Regions from separate parts of the Mus musculus genome. Here region 1 is linked to region 2. A link is a contact called in public Hi-C data. All regions are on one chromosome and are shown on one strand. The core of a region is the stretch at or near the end of the contact, and the rest is flanking DNA. Distances in the headings are between cores, read along the strand shown. Region 1 has its middle 50 kb from the start of Gm40630. Region 2 overlaps 1700016J18Rik (a long non-coding RNA gene).

Region 1 (6,079 bases), core at 1,159-3,658, 100 kb after region 2:
TAAGGCAGCTTGCGTGTTTCTGTTGGGGTAGCTCACACTGGAGAATAAATGAAACCTCCATTCTGAAGGTAGCGCCGTGAGGGCTGAAGTTATGTTTGCATTTTAATTACTGTGCTTGAGAGATCTGTCATGCCTCTAACCTGTAAGTCTCACGTGCCTAAGGACAGAGAACTTTCTGGAATGCTGGGGCCTGTTGTTCATGGAAGATAACAAGCCACGCATTTTCACTTTTATAAACAAGGCTGTTTGCCCTGTGCTTGGTTACGTAGTAGATGGGAGGTTGTAGGCAGAAGTTCATCAGGATGTACGCTTGCCCCTGACGACGGGAAGGCAGAAAGTACGAGGCCTTATGAGTTTTGCCTTTATGAGCACCTGACTAACATAATTGTCAGCCATTCTCTGGGAATCCTGGGCATGTGTCTAGCCCGTGTCCGCCATCCTGCCCAGGAGATAGTAAAGCTTGCTTCAGGTTTGTCTCAAAAGTTGTGGTCTTATTCTCACCCGGGTCCTCTTGGCGTGGTGGTAACGTTTCTCCTGGGTTTTGTTGTTGTTGTTGTTGTTTACATGTTTGTTTTGTTGCTTTGTTTTCTGAGACAGGATTTCTCTGTATAACAGCTCCTGCTGTCCTAGAACTTGCTTTGTAGACCAGGCTAACCTCAAACTCAGAGATCCATGTGCCTTTACATTCAAGTGCTGGTATGAAAGGCATGTGCCCCAAGATATAAGATACAATTTGCTAAACACATGAAACTCAAGAAAAATGAAGACTGAAGTGTGGACACTATGCTCCTCCTTAGAAGTGGGAACAAAACACCCATGGAAGGAATTACAGAGACAAAGTTTGGAGCTGAGACGAAAGGATGGACCATGTAGAGACTGCCATATCCAGGGATCCACCCCATAATCAGCATCCAAACGCTGACACCATTGCATACACTAGCAAGATTGTATCGAAAGGACCCAGATGTAGCTGTCTCTTGTGAGACTATGCCGGGGCCTAGCAAACACAGAAGTGGATGCTCACAGTCAGCTAATGGATGGATCACAGGGCTCCCAATGGAGGAGCTAGAGAAAGTAGCCAAGGAGCTAAAGGGATCTGCAACCCTATAGGTGGAACAACATTATGAACTAACCAGTACCCCGGAGCTCTTGACTCTAGCTGCATATGTATCAAAAGATGGCCTAGTCGGCCATCACTGGAAAGAGAGGCCCATTGGACACGCAAACTTTATATGCCCCAGTACAGGGGAACGCCAGGGCCAAAAAGGGGGAGTGGGTGGGTAGGGGAGTGGGGGTGGGTGGGTATGGGGGACTTTTGGTATAGCATTGGAAATGTAAATGAGCTAAATACCTAATAAAAAATGGAAAAAAAATTAATGAGAAAATTAAAAAAAAAAAAAAAGAAAGGCATGTGCCACCATGCCTGGCAATGCTCCTCCTTTTAACACAATGCTTTTAATTTCAGGCCAAATATATTTTCTTTGAATTCATTATGTCCTAAGGCCTAGGTTTCTGCTATCAGGAAATGGGGAACTTCTAGGTTCAAGCTACCTGACGAAGCTCCCCGATTGACACATCCTATGACTAATGGAGACCTAGCCTTTCTCATCTACCTGTTCCCACCCCTTCAGGGTTTCTGCAGTGACTCAATCACTCCATTTCTCCTGGTCTGAACACACACCCTTCCCTACTCATCAGTGATCTTTTAGAATTACCATTTCTGATGGGCTCAAAGTAGATAGGGTGGGGGAGGAGGGAATTCTCTATAGAAAGGAGTCCTCTCGGAATGTCCTTAAACAAGAATACTTTGGAAGCCAGGTATGGTGTCAAAAATCTGTAATTTTGCACCCGGGAACTTGTGTTCAAAGTCAGTATAAGCTACATAGTGAAACTCTCCCTCAGCCCCAAAATGAAAAAGATAAAGAAAACAACCTCCAGCCTTCACCTGGAAGCCTCCAAGGGGGCCTTGAGCTAGTCGAAGGTACTCACCCCACCCCACCCCCGCCCCCACCCCCCACCCCCGGCACTGAGCCCTCCATCCGACGGGTGAGACGCCTGAGCGTCTGTCCGTCTTCCCATGCTGAGTTCCAGGCTCTCCCGGCTGCCTTGCTCTCTGGCAAGTGAACCTGAAACCTCCACACAGCTGAATGCATTCCCCCTCTGTATATGAGAGGAAGGGTGGGGCAGAGAATCCAGAGCCAGGCATGGTGATAAACACCTGTAATCCCAGCTCTGGAGGCAGAGGCAGGTGGATCTCTGTGAGTTTGAGGCCAGCCTGATCTAAGAACATGTTTCAGGCCAGCTGAGGATACATAGTGAGCAAAACAGACAAAAGAGGAGAGAATTCTGATCCCAGGAAGTAACTCTTGAACCTGCCACTGACTTTGTCCCTGTGGCAGGAAGAAGGGCCTGGCCACTGTCTCTGGTTTCATTTCCTTGTCTCTCTCAGAAGGGCTGAAACAGAAGCCCTCCTAGGTCCTGTCCAGCTCCAAGAAAATGGAATCGATCCTCCCTGGGGAGCCCTGGAATGTGGCCTTGGGAACCCAGTGGCTTGCTGCTAGCCTGTGAACTGGACAGGAGGGGCAGCTGAGAGGGAAGGTGAAGCTGGAAGGGAGAGCCAGGCAGAGGGAGTGGCAAGGAGTCTGTCCATCCTCACAGTACGGACTTGTTTATGGTACTTCGTTTCTAAGCAGGAAGCTGATGCTTGGAAGCTTAGCTTGCTCTCTGTGGCTGTGATAAACACCATGACTGAGGCAAGAGAGGGGAAAGGGCTTATTTCGCTTTACCATTCCCAGCCTATCAGGGAGGCGAGAAAGAGCAGGTGCTCAGGGAGCCTGGAGGCAGGAACCAATGCTAAGACCATGAAGGAATAGCTGTTTTGCTTCTCATGGCTTTTAAAATAATTTTTTCCTTTTTTTCTTTAAGATTTATTATGTATATAGCATTCTGCCTGCGTGCATTCCTACAGGCCAGAAGAGGGCACCAGATCTTACTACAGATGGTTGTGAGCCACCATGTGGTTGCTGGGAATTGAACTCAGGACTTCTAGAAGAGCCGCCAGTTGTCTTTTTAGTTGTTTGTTTGGTTGGTTTTTTTATTTTTTCGAGACAGGGTTTCTCTGTGTAGCCCTGGCTGTCCTGGAACTCACTCGTAGACCAGGCTGGCCTCAAACTCAGAAGTCTGCCTACCTCTGCCTCCCAAGTGCTGGGATTAAAGGCATGCGCCACCACTGCCCAGGTTTTTTGTTTGTTTGTTTGTTTGTTTGTTGTATCTGAGCTTGCAGCCAGTGCTCTTAACTGCTGTCTTATACAATCCAGGACTGCCTGCCCGAGGGGGGACATGGTATAGAATGGATTTGATCCTCCCACAGAAATTACTGATCAAAAAAAAAAAAAAAAAAAAAATACCCCAAAGGTCACCTACAGTCCAATCTGATGGACACTTTTCTCAGACGAGGTTTCCTCTTCCCTTGACTCTAGCTCGTGTGACTAGACAAAACTCACCAGGACAGAAGCTAACTGTTTGTTATAAACCCATGCAAGGCTAGAAGGGCAGGGCAGAGCCTTCACACAGGCCATTAAGCCCACCCCCCCTTCTGTTCCAGGACTACTCAGGCCCTCGGTGGTCATGAGATATAAATCCCTGGACAGGGGCCATCGCAGAGAGCTCCAGTGTAGCTTCACCCGGTCACAGTACCCTCACTGCCACACGGGAATCAACAACCGCCCTTTCTGTCTTCGTTTTTTTTTTCCCCTCCTCCCTTGCTCTCTCCTTTCTTTCCTTTTTCATCTTGTTTTTACCGCTCAGTTTTACTTTTGAAAGAAAACTCGTGGTACTTAGGAGCTGAGGGAAGAGGTGTGTTACCCACTCCTAACTACTCACTCAATGATGGGTGCTATAGTTCCCATCTTTGGGATTCCAATCTGCGATGTGGTGGGGGTAGTTTTAAAAGCTGCCGCCTCTGCCTGGGATCAGGCTCGCTACCAGCCTCTCCCGGCTTCCCTTTTGCTTTACCCACCGTTAGCGCCGGGAGGTGACCAGCTCCCACCGGAAGCCCTTGCACACGTACAGTTGATTCCTTTACAATTCGCCTTTTTGGCACAATTGCTGGGCGTTACTATCTCCCACCTGGAAAAGTGTGCCTTTACCAATTTATTATCTCCGTCTCTCCACTTACCCTAAACTTGTAGCTAGTCCCACCTACCACCTGCCAAACATCCTTGGCCATCTGTCAATACCAGGAAGCCCCAGAAGTCCCCCCTGTACCTTCTGCCCAGTAATTGGCCGGAAACTTTCTTTACTGACAAATCAAGAACCAATTAGGGAACGGGACGTTAGCATCAAGACCTCCCCTTACAGAGATGTATATTTATCTGGACTTTAAAGGGGACAACATAATTAAAGCAATAATTTTTTTCTTCCACTCCCCCTTTTTAAATTCAGGATCTCACTATGTATCCTAGGCTAACTTCTAATTTGTGTCAATGCAAAAATCACTTTTTGTTTGTTTGTTTGGGTTTTTGTTTTGTTTTGTTTTTGTGGTTTTTCGAGACAGGGTTTCTCTGTGTAGGCCTGGCTGTCCTGGAACTCACTTTGTAGACCAGGCTGGCCGAGACTCAGAAATCCACCTGCCTCTGCCTCCCAAGTGCTGGGATTAAAGGCATGTGTCACCACGCCTGGCTAAAAATTACTTTTTTAAAGGGTAGATTTACTGTGTTTATTTTGGAGGGATGGTGTTGGGAATTGGTTCTAATGCTTTGTCTTATTTTGGCTCCCAAAAGCTGTGCTTCCAGACTTGAGGGTCCCTGCTCTCAGCTGGCTTCAATTGAGAGTAAAGAATTGCTGTACAGCCATTGGCTGGGCAGGGAGGTGGGGCAGGGCTTTTAGATTGCCTGGGCAAGTGACAGAGAGAGGGGAAGAGGAGAAGAATCGCCTTGGCCTTGACTCGAGGCAGAGGGATCAGATTTAAGAGCTTCAGAGGTGAAAGCATCCTACAATATAGGTGGAAAGGGAACACAGCCCTGTGGGGGTGCCCAGGGCGGGAAAGAGAAAATAGAGATTTTGAAGGTATTAAGCCAGGAATACCGAAGGGAAGAGTATGCCCGTGGGGAGGTTTAGAAGCGCGCAACCATTGAGCTAGTCAAGGCATATCAAGATTAGCTGGTGTGTGTGTGTGTGTGTGTGTGTGTGTGTGTGTTTCATTCTCGAATTCAGAGAGCTCTTGGGCAGATGAAGCGTGTACAATCCACCAGGAACCAAAGCGGTTTAACTAACTCACCATTACAGCATGGTGTGTGAGTGTGTGTGTTGGGGGGATGGTTCTTGTTTGTGCCACAGGGTGTATGGAGAGGTCAGAGTACTCTGGGAGGGTCAGGCAGCTCAACTCCTTGAGGTGATGGCCTGACATAGCTCCTTGCTCTAGGCGGTAGATGGAACTTTGCTCTTGCTGGCCACAGGCGTGGTCCAGAGGCCACTCATCTAACTTTATTCTTGGATTATCATTGCTGAAACCACAGGCCTGCACAGACCTATCCAGAAGTGATGGCACAGGATACAAGGTCACAGACCTCAGAAGTGATGTCGTGGGATACAAGATCACAGACCATCTCATCAGTTCCTTGTCTAAAAAAAAAAATTGGAAACAATAGCTGGGAGTGATAGGGCATGCCTTTGAACCTAGCGTCTAAGAGACAGATGCTGGAGGACCTCTGCGAAGTTGAGGCCAGCCTGGGCTACATAGGGAGTTCCAAGATAGCCTGAGCTACATAGGGAGACCCTGTCTCAGAAAAGGAAAAAAAAAAAAAAAAAAAAAAAGAAGAAGGATAAGAAATACCTTAGGAAAGGGGAGAATTTCCTTCCAGAATCAGGCAGTTGCCTCACCAAGCAGGCTGAGCTGTGCTCTAGTCCCTGGAGGTGGCTGTGGTATGTTCCGTATCTGGATGCCTGAAAGATGCCAGCCAACCAGAGGAACAGGTTCCTCTTCTGAGTCCATCCTTGACCTCATCTCCCCCCGCCACCCCCCTCTTCTCCACCCCCCTCCCCCAGAGAATGGGCTCAAATGTGGCCCAAACAGAAGAGA
Region 2 (6,710 bases), core at 1,072-3,571:
AATGGAGGGCCTCAGCTCCTCACCACACAGATGTGCACAGGTGCCCTCAGGGATAGGTGGAAGCCAGAGAAGGACACCCAATATCCTGACCTATAACCCTATGTTTTATTCTCTTGAGACAGGTCTCTCACTAAACCCCGGAGCTGGGTTGCTGGCCAGCGAGCAATCTCGAGTCACCTGCATCGCTGGCAGAAAGAGCTTTGATTCACTAAGCCATCTCAACCCTATCCCCACCCCACCCCCAAACAGCATTGAGACGTGGATGACTGTGGAAACTGATTGAACCAGAGGGGCGTGGCCTAATGCATTAGAGGGCAGTAACCCCAGGGCCTGCCTGTGCAGGCTCTCCTCAGCTCTTCTGAGAAGCATGTCTTCACTGCTATAGGCTAACCTCTCCTGAAATGGGGGTTGTATCATCAATAAACAGACAAGATAAGTCAGTGAACTTCCTGTCTTGTTGTTCCTTGGCTTTGAGACAGGCTCTCTCCATATAGCCCAGGCTGACCACTGTGTCTAACTTGTAGTTTTCCCGCCTCCACAAGCCGAGTGCTGCCTACATGCCTGCCTCACTACTCCTGACTGTACTCAGCATTACATTTACAGTTGCATTTATTTGTGCATTTATGTGCCAGTGTGTGTGTGTGTGTGTGTGTGTGTGTGTGTGTGTGTGTGTGTAGGGCACACTCGTGTGCTACAGTGGGCATGGGGAAGCCAGAGGACACCTCACAGGAGTCAATTCTCTGCTTGCACCACCCGGGGGCGTACTTAACATTGTCAGGAACCTGCAAACTGCTCTCCACAGCAGCCTACAGTTTACATTCTCATCAGTAAGCTACGGGTGCTCCGATTTACCACATTTGGACAGTTCTTCCTGTTGTCTGGTTTTGGTTATAGCCATCCTAGTGAGTGTAAGGAGAGATCTGAAGATGGCTTTAGTTTACATTTCCATTGGGATCAATGATACTGATTGAGTATCCTTTTATATGTATATCAGGGTGTGTGTGTGTGTGTGTGTGTGTGTGTGTGTGTGTGTGTGTATCTTGGAGAAATGCTAACCCAAGTGCTTTGATAGTTTAAAGGTTGTTTGTTTGCTTTTTCATTATTGAGAAATGAAGACTATTATTTTGGACGTTAGACCCTTCCTACAGATTGTGCAGCTATCTTCTCCAAACTGAAGCATTCTGTTCTGGGGAGAGGAAGGGGAAAACTCGAAGGCTTAGAAAGCTCAGGAACATTACAGGAAGCTCAGAAAGCTACTAGCCTCACACACAATCCCTCCCACAGCAATTGCCCTGGAGCGGAGCCTTTTTGGTGTTGCTGCCTACAAACTGGGCTACAGGCTCTTGGATGTGGCTTACATGCACTGCTAGCTGGGGTAGGAGACTTTGGGTGATGGAACTGGTCACCCATGCTTCTGCCAATAACCGTAATAAACTCATTTGTTCAGCAAGTAAGACTTTGGGGGAGTGGTTTCCTTACTTCTCCTTGGTGCCCCAACTGTAGTGAACAGACATTTGGTCACACCTCCTGAGGAATATTCACACAACATCCCGTGTGGAATTGGCAGAGTCTCCCATTCTATTGGGTTTTGGGAGGTAGGGGCAGAGGTTGTTTGTTTTTGAGACAGGGTTTCTCTGGGCAGCTCTGGCTGGCCTCGAACTCACTCTGTAGAGCAGGCTGGCCTCAAACTTGGAGATCCACCTGCCTCTGCCTCCCAAGTGCTGGGATTTGCTCAGACTGTTGTCTGAGTTGCCACCCTGCTCATTCCCTAGTGGTTATTTTCACTTTCTTGATAAAATCCTTCAATGTTACAGGTTCTTAGATTTGTTAGGGTCTAATTTACCCCAGCCCCTGTGTATTGCTTCTGCGTTTGATCCCAGACCCAAGACCCCATTTCATTAAGGTCATGATGCTTTCCTCCTGTGTTCTTCTAAAAGTTTTATTGGTTTAGCTCTTGACATAAGCTATTGATCTATTTTGAGTTTCCTCTTACATGTGGTGTAATAACTAAGCTTCATTCTTTGGCTTGGTCTATCTCGTCTGGACTGTTGAAAAGAGGAGAAATATTTTTTGAGGCAGTGGTATACTGTGGTCACCTAAATGATGCAGGGCCTGGGGAACCAGCGTGGTTTTCAGGGTCTCAGTGTGTAAGCTACTGGAGAGTGGAGCAGGGTGGACTGCTGTGGCCAGCTGAGGAGACAAATCACTCCCTCTCGGCTGGAGCAGCGTCAGCAGGCACCCGGACTCCCATGAGCGGCTGGAGTAGAGAGGAGAGATGGCTCTTGATAGCGCCAAGGTCAAACTTTGCTGAGGCAGCAGCAGTGGTGAGCCAAGGCCACCAGAGGGCACAGCAGAGGTGGTACCCAGTGGGAACACATGAAATGGCCTCTTGGGGTCACGTGGCAGCCAGAGAAGCTGCTCGGAGGCTAGGAGGGAAAGGGCATGGAGCCAGGTGGCGGTGGCGGTTCGGAGCCCCACGGAGGTAGATCATTACGGTGGCAGGTCGGAGCCCCACGAGCCGGGTCTTTACGGTGGCAGTGGCAGGTCGGAGCCCCAGACCATTGCCGAGAGTCATTGCTTGTCCTCTACCACAAGGAATGAGTTACAGTTCCCTTCCCTTTTCAAAATGCAGCTCAAAAGAGCGCGTTCTGTCTTCAGGGCCCCAGCTCTCTGTGAGAAACTCTGCACCAGACTTGAAAATTAAGCTGTGTTTGCCAAACATAGTTTTTGAATGACTGCTTTTTAAGGTCACTGATCATATATGCAGCAGAGAAAATATAGGAAGAAAGAGGGATCATTGACTTAAAACTTGTGGGGAAGGGAGTCCCGAAAAGCTAATAGGCTTCTGTAATAGTCACCTGTTTCAAAATTTTCAGATGTCAGGGCAACAGCTCATCCTTACTTTCACACAATTCCTGGGCATTTTTCATTATGCAGTAAGCGTAAGATTTGAAATTAAGTTTCCAGATGAAGGAAGAGATCCCCACCCTAAGGCCTTCCTGTCACATAACTAAGACAACTGAGGACAATAACCCCCCTGAAAGGGTTAATTCTGCAAAACAAAACAGCCCCCCCAAACCCCCAAAGAAAAAACAACAAAAAAAGAAAACAAAAACAAACAAACAAACAAAAATGAACCCCAGAGAAAACCACGAGGTGCTTTTTGGAACATTCCTGATAACGCACACATCTGTATTACACTCTCAACCCCATGGGCCTGGTGCCATCTCTGAATAGCAGAGAAACACTGAGCCAATGCCTGACAGGATCGTTCAGAGCCAGAACCCCAGGAAAGCCCCAATAATAACTAAAATCTACAAAAGGAAACAGCGGTAAGGCCCATTGCCCTTTTATTAAAGATGCTATTTCAAACCTGCCCCACTGCTGAAATCGGGGGGGGGGGGGGGGCGCTGATCTGGCAGCGGCAGCAACCACACGGTGGTATCAGGTGGTATCAGCCCGAGGGAGATACATTTATAGGCATCAACAACCTAAAAGAAGGATGCTCTAAAAGTGGTTTGAAAGAAGGACACTTTGGACCCGTTAAACACAACACAAATGTTACAATGTGTGTAAGCCAGCGGCCTCTGCATGTCTAGTGAGGGTGGTGGCCTAAGCGGAGTACAGCAGCGTATCCATCCACTTTATGAACTGAGTCAGGTAAATGATACAGCGGTCAAGGGTACCTGCCAGTAGCTTTGTTGAGGCAGGAGAGGAGAATCACAATGAAGTTTTTCCTTCTGTTCTTTAAAACATTGTTAAGGTTGCTATTTTTTCTGTTGCAGGGAGGGGACATTCCCTTTTAGTTACCTGTAAAAGGATACAAACTCCAATGCACTGGGCATTTCGTATTGAAAACTTTCAAATTTAAGTTTAGTCACACTGGTCTGGAATTCCCCTACCCCGCCTTCCAACCCCATTCCCCTCATGCAATATTAAATGACCTGGTCCACGTCTGGAGATACATCTAACAACAAAATGATATTAAATTACATCTATCATGGGGTATAGGCTCTTTGGGTGCCAAGGTCTTCGGTGGAAATGCTTGCGGAGAGAGTAGGGCGGGTTTCCAGAGAAAGGGTGCTTGAGCACGGGAAGGGAAGCTGAGTTTGGCCCCAGGGAAGAACTCCCCAGACCTGCCTTATTCTGTCTCCACCAGTGGTACTCTGCGATGTACTGTGGAGAGCTCACATCCTTGGCATTTTGTCACGTCACACGTCTGGTCCTCTGCGTCAGAGACACAATGCTTTGCGTACCCGGTTTCATTTCGCCTTGCAGAACTTCCGGTGGCGAGCAAGAGTCTCTCTAGTTGGAACCAGAAGGAGATTTGTTTAGGGACAAATCCCCTAGTTTTGACTCCCCTAAGAGTCTAGAAAACGGGCTCGATGGTCGCTTAAAGCAGAACTGTACGCAAACTGCCCAACTTGAGCACACCACTGTTTACAAGGTAGATGCAGTGCGCATGTCAGCACTCACTTGTGCAGACCCTCGCTCTCTCTACATTGCTCTTCCACGTTCGCCAGAGTATCTGGCCTAGCACCCAAGGCTTCACTTTGGCTGGGTTTTGTGGCTCGCTAGTGAAGTCCAGTTGACCCACCTATACACTAATCATGCCTGCCATCGACTTGGAAGGTTCTAAAACTTTTGTGTTGCTGTCTCTTGTGAGCAAGACTCATACAAGGTGGCAAAGTCCTCAAATGTTGAGAACCACAAATGTGACAAATGTCAATTATCTCCCAATAGAACCTCATCCAGCTTGGTCCAGTTCACAGTTTGTGGCCATGAGCTTGCAGGGAGGCTGGTTTTATTCCTAGCCATCTTGATTCAATCAGCTCTGGAAATCCCCCTTTCCTTGATGGCAATTCATGAAAGAGGCTCGAAGCCCGACTGCGACCAATGAGTCATGAGGACACATCACTGAGGGATTTCCTGGAAAAGTTTCTTAGTTATTACAAAGAGACCTAAGACACACAATAATTGATTTGTTCTGCCTCTGAGTGGTAGTGTTCAGGGACTTGAAGCCTGGAGCTGGGCAGGCAGCTATTTGACTGACTAGGGTATAGTGGCAGAGCAGAAAGATGAACTGCAGTTATTCTTTTTGACACAGAGTCTCTCTACATAGCCCTGGCTGTCCTTGAACTTGAGCTATGTAGACCCCAACTGGCTCAAGCTCATAGAGCGTCACTTGCCCCTGCTTCCTGAGCATTGAACTGAGGCATGAACCACCACGCCTGGCTGACCTGGGTACTGATGGCATCACTTGTCCACTCTGTCAGCCTGTGCCCATCCCACCTAGGCGTTATTTGTGAGAATTAAAAGATCTCTGAGTTTCCTGGTACTTGCAAGTGAAAACACACTCTGCTTACTCTTGGTCCAGTAGTGCAAAGAAAAGGGTGATAGGAACAGAGAGCAGGGCATCTCCTTGGGCCAGAGAAGACACACCTTCATTATAAATGAAAATAAAATGGAGGGGAATAGAGCCACATGCAGAAAGACCTTCTGAGGAGCTGTCCCTCTCAGATGCCCCCCTCCCCCCGGAAACTGTTTTCCCTCTATTTCAGCTTCTAGTTTTCTCTGGGAATGTCCCTTCCTTCCACCAGGTTCATGGTTGGAAACAATACTCCCTTTCCCTGACAAGGCTGGCAGCCTGTGCTAGCTGATAGTTCTTGCCACCCTGGAGCAGACAGGTCAGGGCCAGCAAGATTGCCCACTAGATAAAGGGGTTTGCTGCCAAACCTGACCATCTGAGTTCCACTCCAGGACTCAGAGAACTGACTCTTGCCAGTTGCCTTCTATCCTCCACATGAAGTGCCATGCCCCCATGTACACGTGTGTGTGTGTGTGTGTGTGTGTGTGTGTGTGCATGCGTGCATGCAATTAATTAATAAATGTTTTAAAAAGAGTCAAATTCAGTCATTCTCTCAAGACTTTACACGCGGCAGCTCCCTGGGAGACTTCTTTCCTAGGCCTTAGGTTCAAACCTTAGCACCCTTGTCTTCTCATGGTGGTGAGAAAGCAGCGGCGCCTGCTCATCCCGGAACATTTGGCTGTGGCAGGGGCCCTGACTGAAGCACTGAGCTGCTTCTGATGCCCAGGGTCTGATGCTACCCTGGGGGATCTTTGTTCTTGTTCTAAAGCGACCATGTTCTTAGGAAGCAGAGATTTCAAAACGCAGCTGCAGGAGCCCAGCCTGACAGTCCAGGGTAGTGCACAGCCCCAAGAAAGCCTAAATTGGAACCACATGAAAACTCAGTCCTAGACTCAAACAATGTTTCGGAAGATCATCTTGTTACATTTATACTGAAGTGATTTTTTTTTTTGTTATCCTGTTTCTTCTTGCTGACCCTTCCACTGAAATTGAGGTGTTTGAATTACAGACTTGAAAGACTGATATAAAACGAGCTGTTTGTAGTAAGCTCTGAGAAGTTTACAGAGGAACCACCTTGATCTGCCTGGTCACGGAGCCCATCTTTATAGAGGGCAGGAGATGGTGGTGCCAGGGCTGTTGCTCACTAGAAATTTGGGGACAATCATTTGAAAGATGTTTTCAAAGTATTTTATCTCCAGTAACTGCGATAATGAGTGTCACATGACATGCAAGGGCAAGGGACATGTGGAGGACATGGAAAAGCAATGCTCATCCCTTCATTTAGAAGTTTATATCACTTTAAATATTTTTTAAAAATTTTAAAGATTTGTGTGTGTATGTG

The links. A called contact is a pair of places that touch in the nucleus more often than the background predicts.
Region 1: a Hi-C map of bone marrow-derived macrophages shows a contact between it and region 2, with 1.5 times the contacts expected there. The contact joins two enhancer-like sites. A contact is called at or near these places in 4 of 39 promoter capture datasets (hippocampal neurons, liver and second pharyngeal arch cranial neural crest), 1 of 15 datasets of contacts at CTCF or cohesin (the NIH/3T3 cell line), 15 of 484 Hi-C or Micro-C datasets (the HL-1 cell line, the N1E-115 cell line, bone marrow-derived macrophages and 5 more) and 4 of 115 datasets of contacts at active chromatin or transcription factors (Th17 cells, bone marrow-derived dendritic cells, bone marrow-derived macrophages and 1 more).

What each region holds. Positions count from the first base shown.
Region 1 is chr10:42,129,028-42,135,106 of GRCm38.p6, forward strand. No RefSeq gene overlaps it. Among named protein-coding and RNA genes, the nearest start is that of Gm40630, 50 kb to the left of the region's middle. Within about 2 kb of position 2,409, at least 33 of the 459 cell types and tissues checked have an H3K27ac peak or open chromatin away from gene starts, as enhancers often do. A contact at or near this core is called in bone marrow-derived macrophages, where this site is marked.
Region 2 is chr10:42,028,875-42,035,584 of GRCm38.p6, forward strand. It overlaps 1700016J18Rik (a long non-coding RNA gene), which reads left to right. Exons shown (of 3, transcript XR_871596.3): 3 at 123-236. Among named protein-coding and RNA genes, the nearest start is that of Gm51798, 11 kb to the right of the region's middle. Within about 2 kb of position 2,322, at least 61 of the 459 cell types and tissues checked have an H3K27ac peak or open chromatin away from gene starts, as enhancers often do. A contact at or near this core is called in bone marrow-derived macrophages, where this site is marked.